Linked DNA regions of Sus scrofa: region 2 is linked to region 1. The links are chromatin contacts, called in public HiChIP or PLAC-seq maps. All regions are on one chromosome and are shown on one strand. The core of a region is the stretch at or near the end of the contact, and the rest is flanking DNA. Distances in the headings are between cores, read along the strand shown.

Evidence for each region. HiChIP or PLAC-seq counts read pairs in DNA pulled down with a chosen protein or histone mark.
Region 2: a contact with region 1 is called in an H3K27ac HiChIP or PLAC-seq map of alveolar macrophages. The contact joins two enhancer-like sites.

The regions. Positions count from the first base shown.
Region 1 is chr6:98,558,509-98,563,182 of Sscrofa11.1, reverse strand. It overlaps RALBP1 (ralA-binding protein 1), which reads left to right. Exons shown (of 11, transcript XM_003127830.6): 8 at 3,342-3,449. Among named protein-coding and RNA genes, the nearest start is that of RALBP1, 38 kb to the left of the region's middle. Within about 2 kb of position 2,857, at least 3 of the 83 cell types and tissues checked have an H3K27ac peak or open chromatin away from gene starts, as enhancers often do. A contact at or near this core is called in alveolar macrophages, where this site is marked.
Region 2 is chr6:98,897,343-98,902,016 of Sscrofa11.1, reverse strand. No RefSeq gene overlaps it. Among named protein-coding and RNA genes, the nearest start is that of NDUFV2, 47 kb to the right of the region's middle. Within about 2 kb of position 2,501, at least 18 of the 83 cell types and tissues checked have an H3K27ac peak or open chromatin away from gene starts, as enhancers often do. A contact at or near this core is called in alveolar macrophages, where this site is marked.

The sequences.
Region 1 (4,674 bases), core at 1,608-4,107:
GGCTGAGTCCTAATTGAACTCCCACTAATGCCTATTTTAAATGAATTAATGATTCCCTTCATGATTCAACCTGGAATCAGGTTTCACTGAGCGACCAGCCAGGCCTCATGTAGTTGTTCGCTATGTGGCATTGCCAACCAGCCTTTGGTGGAGGGTCTCTGATCCTGGACAGGGCTAAGGTGGGCTCAGCTTTCCTTTCTCTTGCTTCTGCGTCTCTCTTGGATAAAGATACTGTGCCCCAGCAAACTAGAACCATTATAGGAAGGGATGGATTATGTTTGCTTTGCCAATTTCTTGATGCTATCTTTTCATGTCTGCTCATTAATTCACAAAATGTCAAAAGGGTCTATCAAGTTGGTTTCAACTTTGAGGAATAAATGACTTAAAGATGGCAAAAATATAATTCATTACATTAACAGACTAAAAATAAGAAAAAAATGCAGAATCATGTCAATAGATGCAGAAAAAGCATTTGGCAGAATTTGACATTTAACTCCTGATTAAAAACTCTTAATCATTACCTTTTCAGCCTGATAAAGGACATTTACAAAAAAAAAATGATTTATTTATATTGTACTTGATGGTGAAAGTCTGAATATTTTCCTCCAAGATTGGGTGTATAAGCAAGGATTTCTATTTTCTGGAGGTTCTAGCTAGTGCAGTAAAACAAGAAGGATAAAAGGCATACAGATTGGAGAGAGAGCAGATGATATAAAGATGATATTTATACATAGATGATATAAAGCCTGAGAAATCTGTTAAAAAATCAAACTAGTGTAGCACACAAGATCAGATATACATGTCTATTGTATTTTGGTATGTTAGCAGTGAACATTGGGTCATGAACCTAAAATGAAAAAAGATGTAAGTAAGGACATTTAAAAAATTATATATCTCAGTATTGTTAAGATGTTAAGTTTTCCTGGATCTGTGGATTCAGTTCCAATCAAAATCTGAACAGGTGATTTTGGTAAAAATTAACGAGCTCTTCCAAAATCTGTATGGAAATACACATGACCTAGAACAGTCTAAACAATTTGAAAAAGGATGCGTTGGAAGGCTCACACTATCTGATACTACGTCTTACTAGAAAGCTACTATGATCAAGACGGTAGATACTGGATTGGACACATGGAGGAAAAAGTACAGAAACAGACCAAGACATACGTAGGCAGTTAATTTTCAACAAAGGTGCTAAGACAATTGACTGGGATTTTCTTTTTAAAAAAATGGTGCAGGAACAATTGGGTATCCATATGCAAAAAAAAAAAAAAAAATTAGGAGTTCCTGTCGTGGCGCAGTGGTTAACGAATCCAACTAGGAACCATGAGGTTGTGGGTTCGGTCCCTGCCCTTGCTCAGTGGGTTAACGATCCGGCATTGCCGTGAGCTGTGGTGTAGGTTGCAGATGCGGCTCGGATCCCGCGTTGCTGTGGCTCTGGCGTAGGCCGGTGGCTACGGCTCCGATTCGACCCCTAGCCTGGGAACCTCCATATGCCGAGGGAGTGGCCCAAGAAATAGCAACAACAACAACAACAAAGACAAAAAGACAAAAAAAAAAAAAAAAAAAATTAACTCAAAATGAATCATACATTAAGACTTAAAAAAACTTCCGAAAGAAAACGCTGGAGAAGATCTTATTTCCTTTGGTTTGGGGAGTGATTTCTTAAATAGGACACAAAATCTAGGAACAATAAGAGAAAAATTTGGTGAATTACACTTCAACAAAATATGTTCTTCAAAAAGACACTGTTAAGAAGTTCCCCTTGTGGCTTAGAGGGTTAAGAACTTGACATAGTGTCCGTGAGGATGCTGGTTCCATCTCTGGCCTCACTCATTGGGCTAAGGATCTGGTGTTGCCGCAAGCTGTGGCATAGGTCACAGATGCCTTGGATCTAGTGTTGCTGTGGCTGTGGTGTAAGCCAGCAGCTGCAGCTCTGATTTCAACCCCTAGCCCAAAACTTCCTTATGCTGCAGGTGCAGCCCTAAAACAGGGAAAAAAGAAAAAAAAAAAAAAAAAAAAGACACTGTTAGGAAGATGAATATGCAAACCAGAGACTATGACAAGACATTTGCAAAAAACACATCTGATAAAGGAATTGAACTAGAATATATTAAAAACTCTTAAGAGTTAAGAGAAACCTTTTTTTTTTTTCTTTTTCGGGCCACACCTATGACATGTGGAAATTCCTGGGCTAGGGATCGAATTGGAGCTGCAGCTGCCGGCCTACACCACAGCCACAGCAATATAGGATCTGAGCTGCATCTGGGCTGAAATTAAAAATACCAAGTAGTAGTTCCATTTGTGGCTCAGTGAGTTGATAACGTGACATAATGTCTGTGAGGATGTGGATTTGATCCCTGGCCTCACTCAGTGTGTTAAGGATTCAGTGTTGCTGCAAGTTTTGGAGTAGGTCACAGAGTGGCTAGGATCTGGTATTGCTGTGGCATAGGCCTCAGCTGAAGCTCTGATCCTACCCCTAACCTGGGAACTTCAGTGTGTTGAAGGTGTGGCCCAAAAGAGAAAAATAAATAAAAATACCAAGTGTTGAGAATGTGGAGTAGCTGGAACTCTCCTGTATTGCTCTTAGTTCAATCCTTTTGGAAAGCTTGGCAGTTTCTTTTAAAGTTAAACATCAAGTTGCCATATGACCAAGCACTTCCACTCCTAGGTATTTATCTAATGTAAAAAGGCACATACCCCCGCATGCAAGGCAAATACATAGTGTTTATGGTGAGCTAGATAAATAGCTCAAAACTAGTTCAGCTGGTGAATTGATGAACAAATTGTGGTACATTCATATCATGGCATATTACTCAGCAAACTGCTGATACAGATGACACAATAGATGAATCATAAAAGATACTTAATCCAGTTTATGTGAAACATAAAAGGCAAAAAGCAAAGCATGGAAGGGAAAGGTCTTGGTTGCCAGAGGCCAGCAGAAGGTAGAAGAGCCCATGGCGGTGACTGTGATGATAGTTACTTGACTGTTTATTTTTGTCAAAACCAGTTGAACTGTGTGTTTAAAATTGACCCCTCCCTAACCCGCAAAAAAGTATCACAGAAGGTAATTTATGTGGAAGGGTTCCAGAAATGGTGAGCACATTAAACAGAATTGAACACTTTTTCTCCCAGTGGAGCCACAGACTGAGATCCACATGTTATTTTCAAAGCCCAATTAATGAATGCCCAGCTCTCCAGATGGTTCTTCTGACTGTGTCACTCTTACTTTTTCAAATCCAGGAGATGAGAAGGGAACTTCTAGAATGGTGATATGTGACTTTGTCAAATGTGTTACAGTAGGTTAACCAGTGTTTTCAATTTCTCTTACTTGACAGGAGTGTGAAACCAAGATTGCCCAAGAAATAGCCAGTCTTTCAAAAGAGGATGTTTCCAAAGAAGAAATGAATGAAAATGAGGAAGTCATAAATATTCTTCTTGCCCAGGTAAGCTAGTCTTTTTCTCTATTTTGCAAGATTCTTTAAAAAAAAAAAAAAAGAATTGTATATATTTAAGGTATACAACATGATGATTTGATACACCTGTATGTAGTGAAATGATTACTAGTCAAGCTAATTCACATTATCGTCTCACACAAGTTCACCTATCTTTTGGGATGGGTGCACTTAAATCTGTTGTAGCCTATCTTCAGTATCAGTCCAGTGTTGTTAGCTGTCCTCATCCCTCCTTGCCCATCAACCTAAGTGCAGCTTTGTGGTTTTTGATCAATACCTCCCTGTTTCCCCCACCCTCCAGCCCTTGGTAACCACTATTCTACTCCCTGATTCTATGAATTCTGCATTTTTTAAGACTCCACAATTGAGTGAGATCATGCAGTATTTGTCTTTTTCTGTCTGGCTTATTTTACTTAGCATAATGTCTTCCAGGTGCATTTAAACTGTATTAAATGGCAGGATTTCCTTTTTATCTGAATAGTATTCAGTCTGTGTATTACATATTTTTTTTATGTGGGTGTGTTTTTATATATACGTATTATAAATAGATCACATCTTTATCCATTCATCCATTGACCATTGGGTTTTTATATTTTGGCTTGTGAATAACGCTACAGTGAACTTTGGGATGCGGATATTTCTTCAGTGTCCTATTTTCACGTACTTTGTATCTCTATCCAGAAGTGGAATTGCTAGATGGTGTGATAGTTCTATTTTTTATTTTTGGAGGAACCTCCATACTGTTTTTCCTCGTAGGTGCCTCAGTTTACATTCCTACCAACAGGGTTCCCTTTCTCCACATTCTTGCCAACACTTGTTGTCATTTGTTTTTTGATAATAGACATTCTGAAAGGTATGAGGTGATATCTCATTGTTTTGATTTGCATTTCCCTGATGATCAGTGATATTGAACATCTTTTCATATATCTGTTGGCCATTCATATGTCTTCTTTTGGGAAATGTGTATTTAGATCCTTTGCTGATTTTTTTATGGGTTGTTTGTTTTCTTGCTATTGATTGAGTTCTTTATATATATATATTAACCCTTTATTAGATGTATGGTTTGCAATATTTTCTCATTCCACAGGTCGTCTCTTTACTCCTTTGTATCCTTTCCTATGCAGAAGCTTTTAGTTTGATGCAGTACCATTTGTTTATTGTATATTTGCACTTTTAGAGTCATATCTAAAAAAATTATTGCTCAAACTATAAACTT
Region 2 (4,674 bases), core at 1,252-3,751, 340 kb before region 1:
TCACAACCGCCCCAGGGGCCAAGAACTTAACAGAGAGGCTTGATGCCCTTAGAGGAATGCTATGCAGAGGCTGCCAGGTCCCCATGGCAGGGTTTCGTCTACACCAAGCAGGGGAGGAGGAATAGGAAGTCTGGGCTCGGAATATGCACATTCCAGAAATGTTCTATGTTTTAAGGAAACACTGTGCTGCTACTTTAGAAGGAAACTGATAAATTTACCAGGGGGTCCTGTCTGTGGCCGGCCTCTCACTGTGTTAACTGCAGGGAAACATAATCACTGCTGCAATGTGACATGTGTTTCATGAATAGTGGTCCTGAAGAAAAGTAGGTAGAGGTTATATATCTTTTTTTTTAACTGAAATGTAGTTAATTTATAATGTGTTAGTTTCAGGTGTACATCAAAGTGATTCAGCTATACATGTATGTATATATATTCTTTTTCAGATTATTTTCTGTTATGGTTTATTGTAAGTTATTGAGTATAGTTCTCTTTGCTATACAGTAGGTCCTTGGTGTTTTATACATGTATAGTAGTGTGTATATAATTCCAAACTCTCAATTTATCCCTTCCCCCACCCTTTCCCCAATATCACCTTTGGTAACCATAAGTTCCTTTTCTACATCTGTGAGTCTATTCCAGTTTTGTAAATAAGCTCATTGGCATCATTTCTGAGTCTACATATAAGTAATATCATATAACATATTTCTGACTTACTTCACTTGGTATGATAATATCTAGGTCCATGGCTGCAAATGGCATTATTTCATGCTCTTTGCGGCTGAACTGTATTCCATTGTGGCCAGGGATCGAACCCACATCCTCACAGACACTATGTCATATTCTTAACCCGCTGAGCCACATGGGAACTCCTCAGAACCTTTCTAATTAGTCCTGTGCATTTGTGGAAGGGTGACACCCACCGGGATGATGCCCCCCTCCGTGTTCCCTTAGAACACCGGTACCTTCTCAGGGTGCTCTGCGCCCCTCCCCCAGCACCTGCTGTGGGTGTCTGCTGTCTGGTTCCCCTCTGAGCATCAGACCCACCACTGAGTAGGTGAGGGAGTCTCATAACAATGTGAATGGGAAGGTTCAGCACTCCACCAGCCTAGCCAGTCACAAATTTCTTAAAAGTAAGTGCAAAAGGATTCTCTTTGTAAAAAAAAAAAAAAAAAAAAAAAAAAAAAGGTCTTGCATTATTTGTGCCCTGGCTAAGTGTCCACCCCTAAACCAAAGGAGACTAGGATTCCCTTGGTCTTCAGCAACCCTTATCTGCTACCTTGACTCTGAAACTGATCTTTCCATCTGTTGCCATCATTTACTCAGTCCCAGGGGCCTTTACCACACTTGGTGAGGAAAGGAGTACAAACCAGTTGAAAATTAGCCCAAGTCCTCGGCTCTTCACGGTCACTTCTCTTCATTTTCCCTATCACGTGCTTCACTCAGAAGGCAGGTCCCTGGGAGGAAACAGAACCCCTTCCTTGTTGGTCCTGTGCACCTGCCCTGATCCCTTTTGTTTCACCCTGAGCTACCCCTCACCCCAGAACAGGGCTTTTGACAACTCCTCTGAGAGATGAATCTGTCAAGAAGGGTGAAGGGTCTGAAAAATTACCCAGCTTAGACTCTCACTGTTTCATGGATGCTAGAAGAAGACATGAGACTCTGGGTTCAGAGACAAAGGACTTAGTTCTAATGGCCCTGAAAACAACGTCAGCTCTTTGCATTGGTTCCCTTTGCCCCCACATGACACAGAGATTATGCAGTGGTCCCGAATGACACCTGCCCATGCCCAGCAGCTCAGGGTCAAGTGCCCAGCACGTGATAAGGTAGCAACCAAGCCAGCCCCTCCCTACTGTTACCCATTTAATGGGCCATGTGACCAACCAGAGACACTGCTGTGAGATAGGAGACAGATCAGCCTAGGAGCCAGGGGCCCTCAGCACAATTTGCAGGGATGGTTAGAGCCAGGAAGGACTGCTTCTGCCAACAGGGCCATGTACATTGTATCATTCCAAGCTTCCCTTCAGCGTTATCTTAATCCCAAGGCCACAGCACCAAACACTCAGCCCTGGGCTGCTGTTGAAGCCCTACCAAACGTTGATTTACTGCTGAAGGAAAAACAGGATGGTGGGTTGTCCATCTGGCTCCCTGTGTTTAAACAAAAACACTTAAAACTTTGCCCCCCCCCAGTCCTTCCATGGTTTCAGTTCCTGTTGGACTGTTACATAAACTCTCAGTTCCTCTTAGATTGTCATACTGAAAAAGAAACTGCACCTACTCTCCAATCTGGATAAAGAATTCAATATAAAAAGGAAGATATGTGTAATAAGAAACTCCATATGTCCAAAAGCAAACTTCTGGTTCTTTCCAACCTGCCCCCTGTCCTTCCTCCCCAGCAGAAGGCAGCCCCTTCCCCCTTCACAGCCTGCAGAGCGAGTCCACACTCTGACCCACCGCTCCAGAGCCCCCAACAGCCATGCCCCATTACTTCTTTCTTTGTGGCTTCAGTCTTCACCTCTCAGGCTGATTCTCGATCCAGCAGCCAGAGTGGTCCTCTAGCATGGAAAGCCATGTCCTACCATGCTTCTGCTCCAAACCCCCACTGACTTCCAAGAGCCTTCAGAATAGAAAGACCTACTTGGTTCCACATAGCCTGCAGCTCTGCCTGCCCCCTGACCTCTGACTCCTGTCTTCTCTGCCACCACTCCCATCCCTCCGCCTGTTCCCGGACCCACCAAGCCCACCAGTCCAGCCTCTGCTTGGTGGCTGCCCCAGGTGCCAAAGAGCCACCTCTGCTCCCTTTCCGGCCACCCTGTACCCTAGCAGCTACTTTATTCTTCTCCCTGGCACTTGTCACCATGTGGCACTTACTCCCCTGTTGTTATCTGTCTCCTCCCTCAAGAATGAGGGCTGTGAGTCAGGCTTCTGCTCACACGTACCTTCATCCTATATACCCAGTGCCAAGGACACTGCTTGCCCCACACTGGCTCCCAGTAAATGGTTTCTGGATTTATTAACTCAACAAGTTCTAATCATCTACCTCTTCCATTTGCAGTCCAAGGGGGGAGAGAGACAAATCCACATGAGCTCGTAATACAGTGCTCTTAGTGCCACCCTGGAGACGTGTAGGGTATTACAGGGCCATGCGGAGGCTGCACTTGTGGGAGCAGATGGGAATTTTTAAAAAGATCTCAGGAGCCGGGGCGGGACGACGAAGGACATGAGGGCGGGGGTCCTGCCGCTCGGGGACGTCGGCGGCGGAGTGGTGTAGGCTGCAGACAGGTCAGATCCAAGTTGCTATGTCTGGCGGGCGGGCACAGCCCAATCGACCCAGCTGGAACTCCATATGCTGGAGCAAAATAGCAAAAAAAAAAAAAAAAAAAAAAAAAAAAAACTTAGATTGTGGGCAGTGGAACGAATCGATAGAACCATGATGCGGTTCTCCTGCCTTGCTAGTGGTAATGATCCGGCGTAGCTTTGTAGTGCAACCGCTCGATCCGCGTTGCTGGCTCGGTAGGCTGTGGCTACAGCACTGATCGACCCTAGCTGGACTCCATATGCGAGGACCCAAAAAAAAAAAAAAAAAAAAAAAAAAAAAAAAAAAAAAAAAAAGACTCTCAGGTGCTCCATGTGGCAATGGATCGTGGTGTCTCTGAAGTGCTGGGACACAAGTTCAATCCCTGGTCTGGCACAGTGGGACCAGGCATTGCCACAGCTGCAGCATAGGTCAAAGCTGCAGCTTGTATCCGATTCCTGGCCTGGGAATTCCATATGCCAAAGGGCAGCCAAAAAAGAAAAGAATCTTAAAAATAAAAAGATAAGGGGGTTCCTGTTGTGGCTCGGCAGAAACAAATCTGACTAGTACCATGAGAAGGCAGGTTTGATCCCCAGCCTCACTCAGTGGGCTAAGGATGCAGTGTTGCCATGAGCTGTGGTATAGGTCACAGATGTGGCTCGGATCTGGAGTTGCTGTGGCTATGGTGTAGGCTAGCAGCTGCAGTTCTGATTCAGCCCCTATCCTGGGAACCTCCATATGCCTTGGGTATGGCCCTAAAAAGGCTAAATAAATAAATAAATAAAAAGATAACTCTGAGGAGCTCCCACTGTGGCTCAGTGGTAACGAAACTGACTAGTATCCATGAGGACACAGGTTTGATCCCTGGCCTCCCTTGGTGGGTTAAGGATCCAGTGTTGCCATGAGCTATGGTGTAGGTCGCAGACTTGGCTTGGATCCCATGTTGCTGTGGCTGTGGTGTAGGCTGGAAGCTGCAGCTCCAATTGGACCTGTAGCCTGGGAACTTCCATATGCCGCAGGTAGGGCCCTAAAAAGATTTAAAAAAAAAAAAAAGATAAGGACTCTCAGAGAAGCCCCTGTGAAATCCTGTCTGCCCCAATTTGACACCCCAGCAGCATCCCCACCCATGAAGTTCTGGCGTTTTTATTTTAATTGTGATTGTCCATGTGTCAAAAGTGATAACCAAAAAGTGGGAGGAGGGATAAATTAGGGAGATGGGATTAACATACACAAACTACTATATATAAAATAAGATAATAAGGACCTACTGTTTAGCACAGGGAATTCTACTCAATATTCTATAATAATCTATATGGGAATATATATATATAACTGATTCACTTTGCTGTACACCTGAAACTAATACAACATTGTAAGCCAGC